Linked DNA regions of Zea mays: region 2 is linked to region 1. A link is a contact called in public Hi-C data. All regions are on one chromosome and are shown on one strand. Each heading gives the region's core, a stretch centred on a gene start, on an enhancer-like site or on the middle of the called end of the contact. The rest is flanking DNA. Distances are from core to core; before and after follow the strand shown. Region 1 holds the start of LOC100275484. Region 2 holds the start of LOC100274042.

What was found. A called contact is a pair of places that touch in the nucleus more often than the background predicts.
Region 2: a Hi-C map of leaf shows a contact between it and region 1, with 5 times the contacts expected there. The contact joins the promoter of LOC100274042 here to the promoter of LOC100275484 in region 1. A contact is called at or near these places in 3 of 25 Hi-C or Micro-C datasets (all in leaf).

The regions. Positions count from the first base shown.
Region 1 is chr7:177,154,713-177,160,080 of Zm-B73-REFERENCE-NAM-5.0, forward strand. LOC100275484 reads right to left here and starts at 2,286. Exons shown (of 4, transcript NM_001149547.2): 1 at 1,752-2,286; 2 at 1,405-1,668; 3 at 529-1,041; 4 at 1-260. The coding sequence starts at 2,162. The coding sequence ends at 529. LOC103634409 (BTB/POZ and MATH domain-containing protein 1) reads left to right here and starts at 3,164. Exons shown (of 1, transcript XM_008655935.3): 1 at 3,164-4,264. The coding sequence starts at 3,164. The coding sequence ends at 4,207.
Region 2 is chr7:177,303,351-177,308,718 of Zm-B73-REFERENCE-NAM-5.0, forward strand. LOC100274042 reads left to right here and starts at 2,985. Exons shown (of 12, transcript NM_001148423.1): 1 at 2,985-3,280; 2 at 4,152-4,234; 3 at 4,654-4,783; 4 at 4,920-4,993; 5 at 5,158-5,244; 6 at 5,343-5,368. The coding sequence starts at 3,100.

The sequences.
Region 1 (5,368 bases), core at 1,036-3,535:
TAACAATGATGGCATGATCTTCCATTGTAGCCTAGGAGACAAAATTATCGGTACCAATGATGGCATGGAAAGCATAAAAGGGAGATCCCAAGAAAAGAAGTTCCTTTAGAAAAAAAAGGGAAGCCACGCCAGTAAATATCATTGTATTAAGCATCCGGTGGAAGCCCATGGTCAGTTGATAACGAAGCCGAACAACACACCCTCGATGATCTGCTTCTTTAAAACATTTTTTTTAAAACGCAGTAGGTCTGGTCCTGGATCTGTAATGTTATATAACAGAACAGTGTGAGATCGTGTTTGGTGATTATTAAACAAAGTATAAATCGAGCTTAAAAACATTGAGGACCCAAACAAGTTTTGTACTGAACTAAAATGTTTGATATACTGAACTAAAATGTTTGATAAATAAATCAACAGGAGTATAGCCACTGTGTTTTTTTTATCTCAATGCAGCAACATTGTTTGATATACTGAACTAAAATGTTCAAGAGTTGAAATGAGAAACCTAACATGCATCAGTTTTATTACCTAGCTTTCTGTCCCTTCCTGTCTCGTTCCTTTGTAGGGTCCCTGTTTAGTTTCACCAGTCGGAGTGTTCCTCTGAGGTGAATACCCTGCAGGAAGCTTCTCTATTCCTTTTCTGATGATGGATTTTTTCATACTTGTTTCTCCAGGGGAATGTTTTGGAAACTTCAATTTAACATCGAGATATGATCCAGAAACCGTGGCAGTAGAGTACATAACCGCAGACCCCTTGCTACTTTCTGGAGCAAGAATCGCTTGTTCTTCTTCGCTGACTTCATATGTTTCAGCGTACTGAACATGTTCGGAGATGGCATTAGAAGACGCATCAATTTGCTCGTTTGACTCTAGTATCCGGTGAGCAACATATTGTGGTGTGGGTGCCCTGCATCTTTTATCAGCATCGAAGGTTTCGCTGTGAGGCGGTTTCAGTTTATCTGTAACCTCCTGGGACAGTTCATGCTTTGCATCTTGAACACAACAACCAACTCCACTGTCCGCATATTCTTCGAAAGCAAGCTGTGAATTGCATATCACACACAAGTCAAAACCTTGAACACTGGTTTGCAGGTGAATAAAAGGTCAACAGATCAATGTATTCCGTATGGAATTTGAATCACAAGTAGAAATAATGTCAAATCTGCGCACGTGAATGCTCACAAGCAAACCCAAAAAGTTAGAATGCAAGAATCTCACATCCATGTTAGATTAGTGATGGAAGCTTAGTCACTGAAGTGTTGACATGAGGAAATTCAGAGGTTAAACAGCAAACGTGCTATTTGATATCTGCAGTGAGCAGAGCTAGTAGAGTGACTCATTGCAGGTAGATCAACAGCTCTTTCTTCGCAGACAGTATGATCATGAAGCAGACGCTGAGCTCACCGAAACAAACTGATCGCCAGGCAGCTGCAGAGCTTTCTCCTTGCTTCCAGCAACATTCTCTTCCTCGCTCTCCTGCTTCTCATCTGGCTCATTCGCAAGGATAACAAAGTCCTCCTCCAAATCCTCATCCCCCGACTCAACGGCCGTCGAATCGCTCCCGTCAAGCAGCCTGGTGACATCCAGGTCAATAGCCTCCTCAGCCCGACTAGCCGCGACCACCGCAACCTCCCCGGAACCAAGCGGGGTACTAGTGAAGTCGTACGCCTGCACGACGCGCGAACGAGTTAGGCACCTCGGAAGGCACACGAAACAGCGCGGGATGCTGATGGAAGCAGATACGGATGGACCTTCACGTCCACGGGAAGGCCGGAGCGTGCGAGGCGGCGGCTGGGGAGGAATACGGCCGAAGAACCCCCGCCGCCGGTGGAGGAGAGGGAGGGGCGGAGCTCGCGGAGGTGGGCGAGGTAGTCGTAGCCGTCGTCGGGGAGGCCGAGCTCCATGATCTCTCGGCGGACGTGCTCGGGCAGGGGGGACCCGCCCTCGTCGGTCGAGGTGGAGGAGGACGGGTCGGGCTCGCCGCCGTCTCCCCTGACGGCGGTGGAGGACGAGAGACCATCATCGTCTGCGAACCCGGGGACGGAGTAGGGGTTGTCGTCGACGCGTACGAAGACGCGTTCGGAGGCATCGGCAGCCCCGGGGCGCGGGCAGAGGCGGAACGTGGCGAAGTTGCGGGGCTTGCGGTTGCGGCCTCGGCCCATGGCGTCCACGACCACGACGGCGGCGGGAGAGGAAGGCGAGGCGCGGCGCAGACAGACGGCGCAGACAGACACAGGCCACAGCTGCGTTGCGTTGGATGGACTGGGCTGTCATGGCAGTTTTTTTTGTTATCTTCTGGTGGGCTGGGCTTCCCGAGATGGCCAGCTTCGAGTTTACAAGCTGAAAGGAGACCTGGCCTCAAAAAGAATTTTTCAGTAATTTTAAAAGACAATCCAAGTACGGTAACGCCTTATCCTAATTCCTAACCCTTCCAACTTCTGCAAATGGTACTTAAGTATGCGCAACATGTTAAAATTTGGTTGGATTTTTGATATTCACAAATTTTGTTGTAAAAATTCTTTCAAAATATTATCCAAATATTTGATTTCAACAGAGTTTAGAATAACACATTATACTCACAAACATAGGGGCAAATTCATATAAAAAGCTTAATTTTAGCTAAACTGACATGGTTTAACTCCTCTGAGCGGAACATGGGCAAACTTTCCAATCGTTTTGAAAGACCGGGAAAAAGTCACAACGTTCAGGTCTAGTTTGGAAACAAGAAAATTAGAAGGGATTGAGAGAGTTAAAATATCTTTGTATTTAATATTAAATATAAAGTGGATTCTAGGTCTCTTGTCCCTTCCAATTCTCTTGCCCCTAAACTGTCTCTAAATGAAGGGAAAATTACAATTAAACTTGAAAAATATAAGTGCCCATAAAACTACGCTGAGCGAGGAACTGTACACATTACAGCTGCTATCTCACCAAATTAACCGCACTAAAGTAAGCAACGCAAACAATATTACTCCTTGTAGGTCTCTCGTCCCTTCCAATTCCTTGTTTTGTTGCGGAGACGGTCCATCTCCACTACTTGGATCATCGTTCTTGGCTGCTCGGAGCTCCAGGCGTCGGACTCAGTCCCGTAGGCGCCACACCCGATTCTCAAATGACCATAGTTACGTGCTAGGCGTCTCTATTTATATCTACTGTTGTATCTATGGCCGGCCTCCTGCCCCAGCATCCAGCTACTGTAGACATGAGTGACAGCGTGCTCATCAGTTCCTGTTTCACACATAAATTCAAGATCAACTATGTGGAGACGGAGAAGGTCGCCGTCGAGCACTCAGTCAGGTCGGAGCAAATCCTCGCCGGTGGGCACCTCTGGAGGATCATCTGCTTCCCGCGTAGGATCGGAGGTATGAAAGAGAGCAACGTTGAGTACCTATCTATATACCTCTGTCATGAGAGCGAATCCAAAGACGTCAAAGCTGTCTTCGAGGCCTTTGTAATGTACAAAGAAGGCACTCCATCTTTGGCCCATAAGAAAAAGCTGGTGCACGTTTTCTCACCCAAGGCCGGCGGCAGGCACATCCATGGTTGGCCTTGCTTCGTGGAGCGAAGCGTCCTACAGTCGTTCTACGTGACGAATTCTGGCTCGTTCGTCATCGTGGGAGCCGTCAAAGTTTTGCAGGAGGACCCTCTCGACGTGCCGCCCTCCAACCTCGGGATCCATCTCGGCGGCCTCCTGCTGGGCTCCACGGACGGTTCCGACGTTTCGTTCGTTGTCGGCGGCGAGAGGTTCGCTGCTCACCGGGCCGTGCTTGCCGCCCGCTCGCCGGTCTTCAAGGCGCAGTTCTTCGGCTCCATGGCGGAAGCCACCATGTCGTCCATCACCTTGCATGGCATCACGGCAGCGACGTTCAAGGCCATGCTCCGCTTCGTGTACACCGATGCGTGTCCTGAAGAAGCCCCCAGCGAGGCGTTTCAGGACCTGCTCGCTGCTGCTGACCGGTTCCAGTTGGATCGCTTGAAGATCCTGTGCGCGAGCAAGCTGTGGAATAATGTCTCGGTGGATACAGTTTCTGCTACGTTGATCTGTGCCGAAATATATAACTGCCCACAGCTGAAAAGGAAGTGCATTGGGTTCTTCGGGGAGGGGAAGGGCTTCAAGACGAAGGCTGTGTTAACGGATGGTTTTGCTCAGCTGTCGCAGCAGTTCCCGTCCATTCTTGATGAGCTGAGGAAGAAGGTTGGAGCATAGTAGAGATCAGCGGCATGCTAGCCAATAATGGCTGTATTACTAGAGCTTTACGGTATTTTTGACGAGTTCGGCAAATGCTATCCAAAGTCTATTGAAAAGTGCTTGAGTTCTCTGTTTTTTAAATGTCTCACTGTTATGTTACTACCATTGTTTTTTTTACACGAAGACATTGCGCTATTTCCATTCATCCAAATAGAAATACACAAGGTGACCGAAGGAAAGACGGTTTTAAAGTTCACAGCCAAACCAACATCGCCTCCAAAAGACATAAAAGCTTAAGTATCAGGAGAAGCTATTCCCAGTATCATATTTCAATATCCAAAAGTATTACATACAATATGAAGTATGGTATTGGTAAAAAATACACCAAACATTAGATTTAGATAGAGTAAAGCACCAGTTTCGTACGTCTGTTCTTCTTCCCTGCTTCTTACGTAACTGTTGGGGGCTTTTACAGGTCATCGCTGTCGGTCCGTGCTTTTTTATGGTGCGGTCCCTGTCCGTGATGCAAATGGATGCCACGTGTTGAATGCAAATAGTAAAAAATAAAGCTTTGGCCATCCCCTTACGATGTTAATCTTTTTTGGTTAAACTTGTCTGTTAATGCGACACAATATGTTATTGGTGGTGCTAGAGGTTCTGAATTCGAATCTGGGCAACACAGCCAAACAGAATTATTGTGGTTGTGGCTCATTGCGCGCGAAGGTAAATTGTTGCTCACAAGTGAATTGTGCACCTCCGATCCGCTGGCAACTCAAATTTGTATAACGATTTGGACTTTGGTGCCACAAAATTTGTATACACGCTGAGTTGTCGAAGTTATTTCAAATGTTCAAGTCTTTAATCGAAGTTTAAAATCTGATTTAATCCACTCTGTTGAGCACAAAAATGTCCTCGCGGACATAATCAATTAGGGTTTCGAGTTTCTCGCGGGATTTATTAGCTAAAACAACAGAATTAGCTAGGGAAACGACTTGTAACGGGTCCTCCCCTTTATATAGATGAAGGGCTCCAACCGATTGAGCATCCCAAAATCGATCAAATCAAGTCTACTTCTCGCTTTTACCTTATGTATTAGGAGTAGTTCTAGTTTAGCCTCACTCTACCTCAAATCTTCACCTCTTTTCGGCTCTATGTCGACTAGAGGCATCTTGGGTGGTC
Region 2 (5,368 bases), core at 1,735-4,234, 150 kb after region 1:
CTTCTCAGCTATGAAAATTATTAAGACTGAGTTGCGCAACAAGATGTTCGATGGTTGGTTTAAATGACTTGATGGTGTGCTACATTGAAAGAGATTTTTTGAAGGACTCGACCTTCAGAAAATCAAGAAGGCATTTCAAAATAAGAAAACTAGACAAATGCAATTGCCTAGATCTCCTAGAACTAGACTCAACTAGAGGTATATTCTTATTTCACTTATTAAACAATTTTTACTTCAATTTGCCATCGATAACTCATTTTTTCCTTTTTTCCAGATTTTATTCGTTATATGGCATTTGGTTTTACTTCAATTTACCCCTTAAGCTTGTTATAATCAAGATGACTATTAAATAAGGTATTTTTCGACATCTATTACTTTTTTGTAGCTATAATTTGCTTTAAACTTTGTCGTAATTTTTTATTCATCGTTGCATTAGCAACACTTAGATTTTCTGACGTCCTCCGCTGATCTTAAGGGGTATCTTAGAGGATAAGTGCAAAAAACGTCAAAGATGTATCTTGGTGAAGGAAAATCTCTAGCACGGTTCTCTATATTTATTATACAATTCCATTCATACAACCCATATAAATAAGATGTATATTGAAGTTTTCTAGTGAATAAGATAATAAGGTTTATATACATTAAGTTATATGAATGAGTTTCTTAGGTGTATTTAGTGTTTGGAGAACCATAATATAGTATCTAGGTTGTACATGTCCTTAGGGCAGCCGTAATGGTGTAGATATAGCGTGCTCTCTATGACAACATACATGCCATCTACATACTACACTATAGTGAATCTTTGCAACAATGTATCTATATAGATACATATACCTATTTTAATACTTGCATGCACTCTCTATACCACCTTGTTTTCTGCGTGTAAACTTACTCCAGATTCATAGATGACATCACTTTCTCTTCATGTAATTCCTTGCTACATATGATAAATGTTGACATAGGGTCTGTTTGGATCCATGAGGCTAAACCAAAGTGACTAAGACCTTGTTTGTTAGAGCTTCACTTCAAGAATTTCAAGTCAATTTTAGCTTCTTTTATCCAAACAGGTTCGGCTCCACAAGCTCTAATTTCAAAAAAAAACTGAGGCCAGTTTCATGAAAATTTTGAAGCTCTTCAAGGATGCTTCAAAAACACTGTTTTTATACCTCCTCATGAAGTTGCACAAAAATTACCCACCATGCCATTGCTTACATGACCTACTAATCTATGTCTCTTTCTACACCCGTTAATCATCAAGGGTAATTAAGAAAAATCACACAAATTAATTGTATTATAGAAGCGATAGTCTATGTGCAAGTCAAACACTTTTGAACCACACATTACCAATTTGTTGAAGCTATTTCATGTGAAAACCAAAGTTGTAATACTTAAAGTGAAGCCCTCCCAAACATGACCTAAAATGAGTGACTAAAATTTAGCCACCATCTATTTGGAGCAAGTGACTAAAACAATCATTAGTGAGACTAATGTTGTTCACAAAGACATATATGCCCCTTCGTCGTCCAAACATACTCCGCTCCCACCAATAGGTGATGGACGCAGCAACCGAAGTGAACGAGAGCCGGGTGAGGGCTGCAAGTGGGGTGGGGGACCAAGGGTATCAGCTATAAAGAACTTCCTTCGCTTTCTTATTAGTTATCCTTTAAGATAATAGCATGATCTCTAAAATATAACTTTGACCAATATTTTTTTATTAAAATACAAATAAACTCTTAATACATTTATACTTTTATAATAGTACCTTTTATGATAAATCGGTGCATATAAATATTAGGTTTCTAAACTAAATAACAAAATAATTATTTGTAGTCAAAATTATATAAGTTTGATTTGAATCTTGTCTAAAAAGACAATTAGCACACGAGAGAGAGAGAGAGTAGAGGTTTTAGTCAGTTTTAGCTCCTCTTTAGGGATAAAGGAGGTAAAACATTTTAGTCACTTTTAGTTCATTGTGTTTGGAAATTTAGCTCCTAAACTGACTAAAGTTTAATTAGTTTAGGGCATGTTTGGTTACTTTAGTCCAGGAACTAAAGTTTAGTTAGGATACTAAAGTTTAGTCCCTACCTATTTGATTATAGAGACTAAAAGTATTCAAATACATTAATAGTCATAAGAGAACTAAAATATTCCTTAGCATTCTTTCGTTATTAGTGTAACTGAAATAAATGAGGGGCAAAATGTGGAATTTATATGATTTAGTCCATTTTAGTCACCCTTTAAAAGACTATAGACTAAAATAATTTAGTTCCTGTTTTAGTCCTACCATTTGGTAATTTAGGGACCCTCAAACCAAACGGGCTTTATTTTAGTTAAGGGATTCAAACATGTCCATAAACTATTTATAGCGAGCTGAACTTGGTACCATTACGAATTACAATTGCCGTTAGGATTCCTCCAAGGAAAGCTATGCGGCTAGGGCAATTGCGGTACACCTCCCAATAAAAAGCTGCTGCACCTCCCATCACAAATGAAGCCCGACAGGAGACACCAACCACAACGGCACACCCTGCAGCAGCCAGAGCACACACAGCTGAAGTGCAATGCAATGGGCCAATGGCGGGCCGCCGAGATCGTTTTGATTCCCCCTTCACCAAAAGCGGTGAATAATGCAAGTATGCACCGCAATCACGGTTTTCCCATGCCATTTTTCACTTTCTTTCTCCTCCTCCTATCTCCACCTCCACCACCGTCCACCGCCTCCCAGTAATTCCGTTTCCACCGACCGGCTTCTCCGCTTCTCCCATTTCATTCCGGGAGATACTTTACTTCACGCACCTGTAACGCCGCACCATTGCACCAACACCAGGCAACGGCACGCCGCGTTATGCGTTACACGTCGCAGCTAGCACTAGCACTGTACACTACAGAAACCTCCATTGCCAGCCAGCTGCGCAGTGCGCTTGCCTCTGCTGCGTATAAAGTTTCTTCCTTCCTTGGCCGCTTCTGCGCTCGCCTCCCTTCTCCTCCCCCATCCTCTCCCTTGTGGTTCTAGATCCACTCCTCCCCGTGCTCACTGCTCATCCGCGAACAGGTTGAGCGGGGACGCCGTGGAGGGGCGAGGGGGAGCCAGATTGAGCCATGGCCTCCTCCTGGGTTCTTGCCCTGGTTCTTGCGCTGTCGGCAGGCGCAAGCCTGGCGCGTGGCTCAGAGCCGTGGTGGAACGAGACACAGGTGTACGCCACCACCGCCAACTCCGGTGGCGGCAACGGCGTCTTCGTCGGCCTCACGCTCATCCAGTCGGCGGCGGCCAAGGGAGCGGGTAATTCCTCTGGTTCCAGCTCCTGCAGCGGGATTGTGCCATTATTTAATCTGTATATATTTTGTTGCGAAGACTAGTTTTTTTTTATCAGCAGCCACGCCCACGCGAGTTCTTGGGTTCAGTCACTGGGTCGAGACTCGAGAGTGTGTTCTTTGATTGGGTCATTGAGTTGTGTGAACTGTGAAGCATGTTCCGACAGTGTTGACCTTGGTTGGTCAGCGCATCTATATAATAGATTGGATTGTGATTTCCCGTTTCGTTTCTCTCTCTCCCTCTTCCGTTTCGCCATCTGTTTGGTCCTAGCACTGATCCTGATCCTGACAAATGTATGGGTGTGGATCTAGCCATGCCACTGCCACCGTTGGTGGTTGTCATGATGAACTATTGTTTTCTTTTTTATCTTTCATGATGAATTATTGTTACCTGATTGGGGCAAAAGGAACTCAAAACTATCAATTGCATGTGGTTTCTAGCATGTGTCTAGGACTCTAGGTGATTGCCAACTGACTATTGCAAATACCAAACAATTCGTTTATTTGCTTGTATTGCTCCAGATTTGAACTTGCTGTAAGGTGGCGTTCGCTTTCCTTTTCTTGATCTATTTCAGATATACTTTTCGTGTGAATTTACTAAATCAGAATTTGAAAGATCTATGCACACCTTTGTTAATCAAAGTGTCGGGTATCAATTTCATTAGAATTTTTAAAGTAATAGCTAGATTCCCCAGCAAGTCGATGTACCAGAACTTTATACGCTTGAAGTAGTTCAGCTCAATTCTGGTCAGAATTCCAGTGCTGGAAATTTTAGTCTAGCTTGTAGCAGGGCAGTGCTGGTAATGGTTGATGCTTACTTCTTGTGATAACCATTACAGTGTGCTTGGATGGAAGCTTACCAGGTTACCACCTCCACAGAGGGTTTGGATCAGGAGCAAACAGTTGGCTCGTCAATCTCGAGGTGAGGAACACCACATATTTCGCATAGGCGTGGGGTCACAGATAAACTTATGAAAATGGCACTTCGTATGTTGCACTATGCCAGTTAGGGTTAGGGCATGTATAGTGAAGAGACACCAAAACGGTTCTCCAAGCACAAGAGACAACTAAGAGACTCTATTATACAATAAATGTAGTCTATTAATAAATACAGAACTAAATGCGCTTGTACAACATCGGATCAATAGAACAGACGACAAATTCATACAGTGGAAGGTGAGTCGTCTGTTGCTACTTGGGTTACGAGTTAGATGAGTCTCTTCACGGAGACGGCTCCACGATTTTTTTTTGCAAATAACCCCTTTAAACATCTCAAGAGCCTCTATATTAATCACCACTGTACATGCCCTAACATCTCCTTGTAACTGAAATTGTATTCAGGGTGGAGGCTGGTGCAATGATCGCAGCAGCTGTGTGTTCCGCAAGGGCAGTCGTCGTGGATCATCAAATCACATGGAGAGGCAACTCCAGTTTACAGGGATATTGAGTAACAAACCTGAAGAGAATCCCGGTATTGTTCTTAGCAAACCTGCCTCGTGGTTCTTTTTGTTTTTAGATTTCTACTGTGATTTTGTTCACACTAAAAAAATCTGTTGATTATTAGTTATCATCTGTGGTTGTGTGATTGTTATTATATTTTCTCTTAGATTTCTACAACTGGAATAGAGTGAAGGTCCGGTACTGTGATGGTGGATCTTTCACTGGTGATGGCTCTGATGCGGTTAGTGAAATTCTGTCTCATGTCGCCACATTTTGTTTCCTTATTAGTTCAGGACACAAACTAAATGTGCGTGCCATGGGATGCAACTCCAAAAATCTATCCTTGCTTTGTTTTGTTTACTGAACCACAACAATTCACTGTCTGATTTCCTTCTTTTTCTTTAGGCTGCAGGCCTTTATTTCCGAGGTCAGCGCATTTGGCAGGCCGCTATGGATGACCTAATGGCCCAAGGAATGCGTTATGCTAATCAGGTATTTACACTTAATTTCCCCTACTCTTCTGTTACTCATTTTTCTTTAGCTTTTCAGAGGTCATTTTCATGTCCCTGATGCAATTTATCGTATACCAGGCCCTTCTTTCTGGATGCTCTGCCGG